Regions from separate parts of the Arachis hypogaea genome. Here region 2 is linked to region 1. A link is a contact called in public Hi-C data. All regions are on one chromosome and are shown on one strand. Each heading gives the region's core, a stretch centred on a gene start, on an enhancer-like site or on the middle of the called end of the contact. The rest is flanking DNA. Distances are from core to core; before and after follow the strand shown.

Region 1 (3,424 bases), core at 404-2,903:
TGATCCCCTATTATAACAAGATGACCTCCTTTCTCAGCCCTCTTTAGTTTTAACTAGTATAGTTCTAAATTTCTAATGTTTCATAACAATTATGAAAAGAGAAAATGAGAAATAGTATTTTTCTTGATTTGAGAGATGTTATTTAGTATTTACAATACAATATAGTTTATTTCAATGTTTATTAACAAGAATAATATTAGCATTCTTTTAAAAAATTTTTTTTTTCTCCGACAGATAAACTGAAGGTCACACTTTCAATTTGCTATAGAAATATATAACTACCCATCGGCGGCGGCTTCAGGAGCCATGGCGTTCAAATCAAAATCATCACTCACTCTTACCTCCCGGCTGCCGGTGCTCTTGTTAACGGCGAAAGCGTCATTTTCACGCCCGTCGACGTCGTCCAGCGCGTCCTCAGTTTGCTCGAGGAGCTCCCTCCTCCATTCCCTGCCACCCTTCCCTTTCTGGTCGAAGTAATCAACGGCCACCTTCATCCTCCTCAGTATGGCGAAGAACTCCTCCACCTCTTCATCCTTGGGAGCTGCCTCGGCGTCCTCTCCTTGCTCCTCCCCCTTCTTCAGCTTCTTGATTCTGGCAGGGTCCTCTCCTTCTCTTGCCTCCTCCACAGCGAGCCTCTTTCTGGCAGTGTTCTGCACTTCCATAACCATATCCAAGGGAAGAGAGGGGGGAGGAGGGAAGGGAGCGAAGAGCGGAATTCAGATCCACAAATAGCAGGAAGGGCGTGAAATATATATGGTCTTGTGGAAAAGTGATGATGACACTGGTTGCAGTCTTTTTGTTGAGAAATTACTTCATTGACATTCCAATATCCCATTGGAATTTTTTTCTATTTCAACTTTTTTTGCATACTGCGTACCCACTTCTTTCAGAGGAGTAGAAAGAAAGAAATGATAATTTAATATATTAAAATTAAATTCCTAAATTAATCGTATATTTAATATATAAATATTTATTAATTATATTATATGTACATTAAAATTAATTATCAAAATTAGTTATTAGTATAAATTATATATTTAAATATAAATATATTAAAATAAATTAAATTATATATATTTATACATAAATATATTAATAATTAGTTTTATTAATAAATTTTAGTATATGAATAGTACTTTTAATATTTAATATATAAAAAAATGATTTCCTATTTATAAATAATTAAATATTTAATAAATAAAGGAATGATTTTTATATTTAATATATTAAAATTGAACTCTTAAATTTTTATTCACTTAAATATTTTGACAACAGATATTACATTAAATGAGTTAGAATTAACATTTGGATGACAATTTAATTAAGGATTTTTTTTTAAAATGACTTATATATATCTTGCTAAGGATATTTTAAGTGAAAAGTTTTGATAAAAATATAAAATAAATATTAATTTTAAATTTTATATATTAAATATATTACAAAAATAAAATTTTTGTTTTTATTTTTCTAACCAATCTTTTTAATATACTATTGATGAAAACTTATATATAACTTGAAAAAAAGAAAAAATATAATTTATTAAGATTTTATATGAAAGTGGAAGATATGGTACATATCGTTAGATGACTTTGAGAAGAGGGCGGATGAGCCGTTGGATTGGTCGTTAGAGACTAATATGAATGCTGATGTCAAGGACAGATGTTCCAATTGCGTCAGCACCAATGCGGGTGATGCACTTCTTGCTTTGTTTTGCAATAGGAAGGAATAGGAGTGTAACTATAGAAATCCAAATGATAATTAATTTTGTTCGAATATTAAATTATTGAATGATTGAATCACTGCCTCAACCGTTTGTTTATTAATGAAATTGATTAATTTAATTACAATTAAATATTTATATAAAAGTATTTTATTTTATTTATAATAAATATTTCTTAGTTTATTTTTGTATTAAATTTATTATTATTTCTGAATTTCAATAATTTATTAATTAGATTATATTTATAATATACATTAAGTATTTATAAAAAAATATATTATATGATCATAGAAAAATATGTTGTTATTAATTAAGAATATTTTAATTTATAAATATTTAATAAAATTTAATATTTATTTTACAAATTATGTATAATTATTAATTACAAAATTTAATAAAAATAAATATAAAATTAAAATTAAATTAAATAAATACAAAATAATTTTAATTGAAGGTGTTATATATATATATATATATATATATATATATATATATATATATATATATATATATATATGTTTGATTCCATGTGTTACTATTTATTTGGTATCCATGTCAATCCATATTTAAAAGGATAAAAAAAATTTATTTATAGTTTATTATATATTTATATATTGTCACATATATTATTAAGAAATAAGATAGCATAGCGACAAAGGAGGCGTTGTATACACCCTACCCTGTGTTTGAACCTCATTGTCAACATTTTTTGAGTTGTAGTGGACGGGAGCTCCTATGATAGTTCGGTAGTGCACGGGTATATCGTGGACCCATGCGAATCTAGTGCAGCCAATCGATTTTTAATTGATTTGACTATCGTTGATCGGTTCAATTACAAATTCGGTCTAATTCATTAATCGAATTGGCTAGACCATCGATTCGATCGGAGGTTTTATAGTCGAATCGGCCAATTCAATTCGATTCTGATAACTATGTTTTTAACTTTTATGCATGGTGGACCAGTACGAATTTTTGGATGTGACTTCACGCAAATTTGCCGGATTTTGACAAGTTTGACCGTCGTTAATTGCTTTTTAATAGTTTAAATACAAAAAATGGTTAATATAGTGAACTAAACTGACCGAATTTTTTGATTTATCAGTTTTTTAGTCGAATTCACCAGTACAATCTAATTTTGATAATAATGATAGTTAGAGAGCACCACACATCTACATACACTTTAAGATATTTAACAATCCAGAGATTAAATGAGTGTTTACATTGTAAATGGATATTGATATAAATTTATTTTTATAGAATTAATTTTATTTGAAAGATCTAAATATTATTTTACAATTTAAAAAATAAAAATTTACATTATGCAATTTTTCAAAGATGTCAAATTAACATTAAGATTTATTTTAGGTAAAACTATATTATTTAAAAAAACTAAGCTTACACCTGTGAAGTGCTAAAATTTTACTATATTTTTAGTTTCAAACAACGATTAGAAAGATATTTTCATACTATCAAGAAGCATTTCAATAAACAAAAAGAGGTTAAGATAAGGATAATTTTGACTTTGTCTAATTTTATTTAATATGAACAGTAGTTGGATGAATGCCAAAGCAACAGAAATTGATAAGAACTCAACAGAAATTAATCCTTGTTCCATTGTTAATCCACCAAATTGTATTATGTTCGGTACCTTTTCAAGTTGTACAAATTCCTTTTCATAGATTTGTTTCTTCTATAACCAGAAGA
Region 2 (3,424 bases), core at 630-3,129, 130 kb after region 1:
AAGGGATAAGTATTGTTTTGGTCCCTAACGTTGAGGGTCAGAATCGAAACCGTCCCTGGTATAATTTTGGATTTAAAATCATCCTTAATGTTATATTTCATTTTAAAATCGTCCTTTCTAATAATTTTTTTTGTAAATGACAAAACTACCCTTTTTTATAAATAATTTTTTTAATAAAAAATATATAAAATTAAAAAAAAAAGAAAAGAAAAGACACGAGGGGGGAGGGGAGACACGTGGGGGAAAGGTGAAAGGATGCGGGAGGGGGTGGGGTGAGGAAGAAAGGAAAAGGAGAAAGGGAGAGGGGGAAGGAGAAGGGGGAGAGGGACGGCGCTGGCGAAGCTTGGAGCTGCCGTCGCCGTTGTGGTCGCGAGTCAGGGAGAGAGCCTCGACTTCTGCACCGCTACTCCTCACTGCCGTGTTCTTGCCACTGTTCTTCGCCGCCTCGCCGCCTCACCGTTTCTGCTTCTTGCTTCGATCTCTGTTTCTGCTTCGTCTTCTGCTTCTTCTGGTCTGCTTGAGTGCTTCTGCTTCTGTATCTTCTGCTTTGTCTTCTACTTTTTGCTTCTGCTTGAGTGCTTCTACTTCTGCATCTTCTACTTCTGGGTTTGCATCTTCTGATTTTAATTTGTTATTTTTTGATTTTATCATTATTGTGTGTTGATTTGTTGAAGCTGATTTTGATTTGTTGAATCTGGATTTGAATAATAGATTTGTTCATCATAATCTCTAATTTCCTAATTTTATTGTTGGTTTTGTTGTTGTTTTGATTTCTGAATTGCTATTGCTTTTTGTTGTTTTTGGTTTTGTTGTTGTTTTTGATTTCTGAATTATGGATCCTTTAATTTAGAACAGCAGATTGTAGAATAAATGTGAGACACCAAAAATGAATTTGAGTGAAACAAAATGAATGAATGAAGTGAGATACCAAGAGGAGGAAGGTTGAATGGCTGAATCTTGAGTGTGTTAATGACAACAAGAATTTGTTAATGGAAGAAAAATGAAAGAAGAATTTGTTCTTCTTGAAGAAGAAGAGAATTTCTTCTCCTGGAAGAAGAAGAATGAAATGGTAAAAAAAGGGTATTTTTGTCATTTAAAAAAAAATTTATTAGAAAGGACGATTTTAAAATGAAATGCAACATTAAGGATGATTTTAAATTCAAAATTACACAAGGGACGATTTCGATTCTGACCCTCAACGTTAGAGATCAAAACAATTCTTATTCCTATAACTAACTACTTATACAAGCAGACAAGATTCTGATGAAGATGGCTGTTCATATCAAATTCTGCTGCTTTCTTTTTTAATGCGAACTTGAATTCAGCAGCATGGCATAATAACTGCATGGCCATGCCATGAGGCCATGGACAATCAATTCGATTTCCAAATGGTGGACCTCTTCTCTCACGACATAAAATATATATAGAAAAAAAACTCTGTTACATGGCGAATAATAATGTTGCAGTTATAGCATATAGCCAACAGAGTTTAACTAGGAGACTGTTTTTTTAACCAATATCAATTAATTTTTTAATTTTAAATTTAAAATCTTAAATTTTAAATTTTAACCGTAAATTCTATATCCTTAAAAATTATTTAAAGAATAATGTTATATTAACTGATTTAAAGTTGATTCCTATAGTTATTTCTCTGGAATATATATACATTGACATGCATACATTGAATTTAGGCCATCACGTGTTTTCACCTAACACTTGGGGACCAATTTAATTATTGATGACAGAACTAATAAAAATTAGAGTAATGCTATATATCTATCTAAATTTTTTTTAATCAAGTTTAATTAAATTAAACAATAAAATTTAAAACAATACTAACAATAATCGATATATTAGACTAATTTAATTGAATTTAGTTAACAACAAAAATTTAGATATACATCATTATTCTAAAAACTAATATATTTTTTATCTCTCTTGGATAATTCATCAACGAAAAGAATGATGAGAAACAATGTGCAGCAGCAGCAGCAGTTCAAAGATTCAGCTCTTAAGATGATCTCATTGTGCTCCCTAATTATTGTAGGTGTAGTTGAAACAAAATCAACAATAGAACCATGCAACTCCTCCCAGGCATGCCCCTCACTTCTCTCATACCTCTTGCCATGGGACTCAATGCTATCCGAAATAGCAACACGCTTCAACGTGAACGTCTCAGATATCATGGCCGCAAACTCTGCCTTCCCAATAACAGCATCGTGCGGCAACGAAATCGTGAGAGCAGGATCAACGGTGAAGATACCAGCCACGTGTCAGTGCGTGGATGGAATCAGAAGGTCGGTGTCAGCAGTGTACAGGGTGAAAGCATCGGACACACTGGAATCGATATCAGAGGGTTATGGAGGGCTTGTTACTGCAGATCAAATTAGGAGTTTCAACAAAGGCGTGCCTTTGGTGGATGGAGATGTGGTAGTTATACCGTTGCCGTGCAGTTGCATGAAGAACCAGAATAATGGGGAAAGTGCGGTTTATATGTCCTATGTGGTTCAGAAAGGGGAGACACTGGGAAGCGTGGCGGCTTATTTTGGTACAACTGTTTCTGATTTGGAATTTGTTAACGGTCTTGGACAACCTACCGTTCTACCTGGCGATATTCTATCGATTCCTATTCCAGGTACCTACCTAAAAATCTTATACAAAGTTACATTAAGAACTACTATATTTACTTACACGCCAAACATGTCAAATTATTTAATCCTTGTGTGAGTAATCACACCTATAATGATTGATGACATATCTTGTGTAGAAAATTGTAACGTCCTTTGCAGCATGTTCATCAGCTACTCTGAATTGGTACAATGAGAGTTTGATAGTCCCAAATGGCTCATATGCTTTAACTGCCACCAACTGTATTAAATGCACTTGTGCTCCACAGGGTCTCAAGTAAGCAACCATATGCAAATTCACTCTTAGTAACAATAACGAATTTTAATGCTTGTTGATCGATAAGCTATGTCTTGAATATGGCTAGGATGCAATGTTTTCCTTCTGGAATGGATGTACCTTGCTATAATTTACGTTGCAAGGGATCCAATCTTGCTATTGGGGATGAACATCTGGAATATTCCAATGCTGGATGCAATGTCACCCAATGTGTGTACCGTGGCCATAGGGGTGGAAAAATTCTGAGTAGGTAAGCAAATAAATTCAATAAACCTCTGCATAGCAGAATCCTAAAGACCTACCCAAAAAAAATTTTCTATTTTGGCTTCAAGTTTTTTTGTCTTCTTGTAGCAACACGTTCTTTGTTTTGAATTTTGCAGTCTGATAAACTCTTCTTATCTGCAATGTCCGGGTAACTTCTTCATATATAGCAAGAGCAGCAGAAATTTCAGAATTCTGATGTGAAATGTTTTTTTTTTATTTTATCATTCTTTAATGTCTTTATTTTATTAATTTTATT

Evidence for each region. Hi-C and Micro-C count contacts between places; a contact is called where the count stands out from the background.
Region 2: a contact with region 1 is called in a Hi-C map of leaf, with 2.0 times the contacts expected there. The contact joins the promoter of LOC112790284 here to the enhancer-like site in region 1. A contact is called at or near these places in 2 of 8 Hi-C or Micro-C datasets (leaf and an unstated tissue).

What each region holds. Positions count from the first base shown.
Region 1 is chr3:36,316,453-36,319,876 of arahy.Tifrunner.gnm2.J5K5, forward strand. No RefSeq gene overlaps it. Among protein-coding and RNA genes, the nearest start is that of LOC112793997, 21 kb to the right of the region's middle. Within about 2 kb of position 1,654, at least 2 of the 3 cell types and tissues checked have open chromatin away from gene starts, as enhancers often do.
Region 2 is chr3:36,448,055-36,451,478 of arahy.Tifrunner.gnm2.J5K5, forward strand. It overlaps LOC112790284 (lysM domain-containing GPI-anchored protein LYP6), which reads left to right and starts at 1,880. Exons shown (of 5, transcript XM_025832613.3): 1 at 1,880-2,635; 2 at 2,790-2,904; 3 at 2,993-3,154; 4 at 3,285-3,316. The coding sequence starts at 1,963.